Regions from separate parts of the Drosophila melanogaster genome. Here region 2 is linked to region 1. The links are chromatin contacts, called in public HiChIP or PLAC-seq maps. All regions are on one chromosome and are shown on one strand. Each heading gives the region's core, a stretch centred on a gene start, on an enhancer-like site or on the middle of the called end of the contact. The rest is flanking DNA. Distances are from core to core; before and after follow the strand shown.

The links. HiChIP or PLAC-seq counts read pairs in DNA pulled down with a chosen protein or histone mark.
Region 2: a contact with region 1 is called in a Psq HiChIP or PLAC-seq map of the Kc167 cell line, with 2.8 times the contacts expected there. The contact joins the promoter of Trf4-1 here to the promoter of CG2258 in region 1. A contact is called at or near these places in 2 of 107 Hi-C or Micro-C datasets (the D17-c3 cell line and the Kc167 cell line) and 1 of 6 datasets of contacts at active chromatin or transcription factors (the Kc167 cell line).

Annotation. Positions count from the first base shown.
Region 1 is chrX:8,100,128-8,102,874 of dm6, forward strand. CG2258 reads right to left here and starts at 1,327. Exons shown (of 9, transcript NM_001298071.1): 1 at 942-1,327. It overlaps Gclc (Glutamate-cysteine ligase catalytic subunit), which reads right to left. Exons shown (of 5, transcript NM_001298072.1): 5 at 2,054-2,747.
Region 2 is chrX:8,559,560-8,562,306 of dm6, forward strand. Trf4-1 (Topoisomerase related function 4-1) reads left to right here and starts at 1,336. Exons shown (of 5, transcript NM_001272411.1): 1 at 1,336-1,700. It overlaps CG12112, which reads right to left and starts at 633. Exons shown (of 4, transcript NM_132261.3): 1 at 362-633; 2 at 94-299; 3 at 1-20. The coding sequence starts at 464.

The DNA.
Region 1 (2,747 bases), core at 77-2,576:
TCTGCGCTCTCTACGCTCCACGCTACACTGAAAAAAGCACAAAGTGCATTCAATTTATACACTATTTTGAACAGTTTAGAGAGAAAGGTACGTGTTCAAGTCCAACTTCTGTCCTAAGAACTTTTACATATATTTAAAAACAAATTTAGATTTTTTTTAAATTTAAATTTTCTTTGGGTGCCTATTTTATTGCTTTGTGTGAAAATCTCAACACGAGCAAATCCGTTTCAAAACACAGCGCCCCCTCCACTGCCCCGCCCACTCGTGCTTTCTCTCTCCACGCGCGCGCATTTCCCTCTCTCTCTCTCTCTCTATCTTTCTCTCACACTTTTTTCTCGCAGGATATCCGTGCAAGAGTGAACCGGTTCATAAATAAGCCAGTGAATAGCGGTACAAATAACAGTAATATTTGTGGCCCACATTTGTGGTTTTAATATAATGCATGCATTAAATCTTCACAAATATCTTTATGTATATTAATTTTTAATAAAGCTACAATACTAATGGACGTTTTCAAAGTTAGGCTTTTCGCACTTTTTCAAATATTTTGCGGTTAATAAAACCTAAAATGAACTAGATCATTTGCTTTAAGTACTTCAAAATCAACTACTTTTCAAAATTTACTATAAACAAGTGTTGTGTAGTTACAAATTACAAAGGATAGTAATAGATGTACAGGACTGTTCTAAAGAAAACCTTGTATTTCCTATAGGACTGCCCCAAAAGAAATCTTATTGGACATCCAATAGGACCGAAGGCCCCTCTGTCGCCGATGATTCACCTGGTGAATGCTCTCGAATGCAAAGTGATTTTCGGAACTGCAGGGCTGCTGTACTCACTCACGCACACAAGGACACGCGGTGAATGGGTGTAATGTATGGAAATGCGACAATGGGCACAACACAAAAAGGATGCAATGAGAATGTGCCCCGCTCACTTACCCATGTTGTTGGGCGCACCTTTTACCGTAATTGCGTTTGTCGGTTGCTGTTGTTGTAGTCGCTATTGCTGCTGTTGTCTTCTTCCTGTTGTTTCCTGTCTCAGACGTCAGCTATCCTTCGTCCTGCGCCCTCCCGCACATCCGCTGTTGGCGTCCAGGAGCCAAGGACGTTTGCATATGTGTGTGTGTGTGTGTGGATGTGTGTGCTTTATGTTGCCTTCCGACGATGGGCGTGTTTGCTGCTCCTCTCTTTTGTGCTTTCGATGTCCTTTTGAAGGCGACACAGCTAGTTCCGCTGCTCCATCACTTGTTGTTGTTCCCTTTGGCCGCAGCACGCGAATGAGAAGCTCACTTGATTAATTCCAATGATGCGAGATGCGAAATGCAATGGGCGATGCGAGAAGGGTGATGCTGCTCCTCTCCTGGCAAAATGCGATGCACTTGTTTTATGTCTCTTTTGCTCTCCTGTCTATTTGTCTGTCGCCGGGGAGGGGCGATGGTCGGAAAGGGAATTCTTGTGGGGGGCGGTGATCACTCGATAAGGCGAAACTTTAGCAACAAGAAGTGTTGCAATTGTATTAACATTTTCTTGAATGTTAACAGTTTAAAAACCGCACTCACTCTTTGGCAATTGTTTAGTTTTCAAAATTTATTTAAATAAATACTTGTTATGCGCTTTAAAGAGAGAGCACTGTATCTAAAAAGTATGAGCGACAAATTGTTGTTGCACAGATATACATATGTGTTTACAACAACAACAATAACAAACTATTCCACACCCAAAAAAAAGCCGCAAGCTAACACACACGCGCACAAGGGTTAACGGCGTTTAGAGTTTGTTTATATATTGTTTTAAACAAGCCACGAATAACACTAACCAAAATTTGAGCACATCCAAGTGGCGTTAACTAAGTTTTCACCATTTTACCAAACAAAGACAGCGGGATCAACAAACAAAAATTATCCAATCACTTGTTTTTATTTCCTATTTGCTCTTCTCCTTTTAATGTAGAGGTGGGGCATGCCGGCCTGTTATCGTTATCGATATCAGATATATGTGGGCTGCCAACTTGGCGCTAGAATTTAAATGTTGAAAAAAAGCTCGATCTCTTTCGGTTTTCAGGAAAACGTTTCTTTATTTGCATATAATATTTAACTCGTTTGTGGGGGACAGTACGTGTAGTGATTTATATAAAAATACTGATTTTAAGGGCAAGCTAATTCTTGGGATGCGTTATAAAAATGTTTATTTAAATGCTAGCAAGTTTTTTTTTCTGGTTAAACGTTTTGCCTGTGGCACACATATGTAGTATATATATTGTTTTTATTTTTTCATTTTGATTAGTTATAACCGCAATTTGCTATTTTAGACTACAATTCACAGGGGAAACCCCTTTGTAATAACGTTCACTAGGCGTAAATAGTTTATAAGTACAGTTTTTGTTTGATTCAGAAGGCATCATATAAAAAGTTCCTAAGTCCTGGACGACCCAATTCGATTAAGTTTAAAGATTCAACAATATTTTCCGTTTATTTGCTTGCTTGTGGTCACAATAAATCATAATCGTATCATAATGGGGAAACAATCACATACACAATAAATTATAATAGCACAGTGTTGTTTTTTTCGTTATATGTGTACTTATCATATCTAGTTTAATAACAGCAGGCCACTTTTAAACAAATGTGTATTTGCGTGTGTATGTGTGTGTGTGTGTGTAAATATATCTATTAAAAAAAATAAACAACTTTTCATTGTACTTGCATTTATAAGAATAGGAATAGTATAATAAATATATATGATATA
Region 2 (2,747 bases), core at 86-2,585, 460 kb after region 1:
AATTTCCGCATGGAATTCGTCTGATCAGGGATCATATAAGTACAACTATATAATATTCTATTGATGGAAAAGCATGAGGAAGGAGAAACTTACATAGATCCCCCTGGAGTCCTGGCTTATCTTGTGATTCACTTCGACCAGATCCTCCTCATACATAATTGGAAAATCATCGTCCGGATTTCCCTTCGCCTTCGGCTTGGTCGTTTTCATCGACTGCTTAACGAATTCCGTAAGTGTCTTAACCGCCCTCGTCAAGTTTTCGATTTCTGCGCGCTGCGACAGGACTTGGGAATTGAGTTCTAAGTGGGTTAGGTAATGTAATATGATCCGGTGTTATAAGATATGTATGTCACAAACATACCATCTATCTTTGTTAGCAGCATGGCATTGGCTGCGATATGACTATTCTCGGTGGCGAGGCAAAGTCTCTTGATTTCAGGCATTGCTTCGTTAATTTTTAGCATTAAAGTGAATACATATGTATATTTAGTTTATGAATTGAGGAAAGTCCCTAATGGAAGCGATTCGCTTCGCTACACAGTTAAGCTCCAAATGGAATTCCTCGCTGTTTCATCATTGCCTTCGCTAGGCGACGAATGGGAAAGTAAGGGCACGGGCAAAAACTCCCTCTTGCTCATCACATATGAGTAACTGGTGAATCAGTGATGACGACGTCTGATTAGCGGCGGAACTGTACAGTAGTACAGAGAACATGGTGAAAGCCAGAATATCGCATGACAACCAATCGCATAAGCCACAGGATAAATAATACTAATTGTTTATAATAATCACAATGTTTTTAACGAATTTAGTTGGTGATGCGTCCTGTCAGTTGAGTAGGTGGGAATAGCATGGACTTTCCCCAAATAACAAATGCTAAGTTGGGTTTTTTTAAAATTGATTTAATACATTTTTTTTATGTTACAGTTAAATTTGAAACTATATTTAACAAGCAATTTGGATGTCATCGATATTTTGTAATAGGACCATTCACTTAGCGGAGTCATCAACCTTGGCGAATCTAGCGAGCACATCCACCTCTCGCTTATCAGGTCTATCGATAACATCGCTCATCAATCGATTCGTGAACCAGCTCTATCGCGAAACGGTCGCGTGTTCGCACGCAAATTGCAATATAAATCCACAGAAATTGACAGGGAACGTTGCTAAAGGGCGAAAAACAATCGTGCCGCGATTGAGGCCTGCGATCTGCACAGGAAATGCACAATTGCGAAGCGCAATTTGATAAATTCGGTAATGTTCGATTCTCGAAAGAACCAGTCGTGTGCGTCTGTATGTGCTTCAAATGTCACTCTGTGTGCGGGTGTGTGGGGAGTGCATAAAAGGCATAGAGGCAGCAAGGAGTGAAAGAGAGAGCTCCATCGGCAGCGCAACGAAAGTGAGCGAGAAGCAGAAATTGTTAGTGCTTATAAGGATATGTGAGAAGGGAGAGTGAGACAGTAAGAAAGAACGGAAGAAGCAGCAGCGACGCCGACCGACAACAACTGTAATTTTCCATTAATTTTTGGGCGGGTTTTGTGCTGCACAATAATACAACTGGCATAATATAACTTGGCTTATTTTTTATAACCAACATGTGTATTTTGTTCACGTTTTGCTGCGTGTGTAGGTGTGAGTATATGTATGTGTGATAAACTTGAAATACAACGCAATCGCAACGAGAACCAAAACTTGTCAAGGTAAAACGGCTAAAAAAAAAGAAGAAACGAATTGTGTGTGAAAAATTCCAACTGAATTACGCGAGAAATCATGTGAAGAGCAGTTCGATACGCATGTGTGTGCGTGTGATAGAATACGAGGATGAGAGCGGGCGTGCGTTTGGAGTAGTCTGCTTAATTGATTTTCGCTTAATTACTGCAGCGGTTGCATAAATTAAATGTTTACATTTGCCCCGGACAGTGCTGTAAAGAGAGAGAGCCCTTCGAAGCCAGGTGGCAACACCGAGGCCCGTCTATCGATATCCACTGCAATTAATTACTCCGACTAATTTCAGCCTCTGTATGTTTTTTGCCGGTTAAAACAATAAATCGCTCTCTCTTTCTGCCTTTCTTCAATATCACTTCGCCCCGCTCTCTCACTTGCTCTCCTTGGGTCGTTAGCCAACACTGGCGAACATTAAGAAAGTGTTAATTTGCCTAAAATGTACAAGTACATGTGCGCGATGGCCTGCTGTAAATGTGTGTGGGTGTACGGGAGTTTTCCTCTGTCAAATGCAACTAAGTTTTTTTTTACCGAAAATTCAGCCAGCAAATGAAAATCGTATCGGGTAAAATATGCATTAGGTGTAGGTGTGTGCGCATTTAGCGGTTTCTCTGCCCATCTTTCTTCTCCCTTTTTTCTTATTGTATTATATTTTTTTTGCATAATCGAAGCCGCCTTTCGGTACATGTGCATGTGTGCTGTCCCGCTCCCACTCCCACCCCCATACTACGGCCACCTGTACGCCCTTGCACACTCACACACAAACGCACACACCCAACAGAGTCACACGCACGCTGCACAAAACTAGAGTAGCTATCAGTGTATTGGTGCGAGATATAATATCACTTGGGAAGTCATTTATTTGCGGGTCTCGGAGTCTCGTGAGCTGTTTTTCCTTCTGTTTTTTTTTTTCGAATTGCTTGTTGTTTTTATTGCATTTTGATTTGCTTTTCGTATGTGAAAAACCTTTTTGTTGTGGCCCATTTTTGTTTTTTTTTTTTCTAGCGCGTGTGTGTATGTGTGAT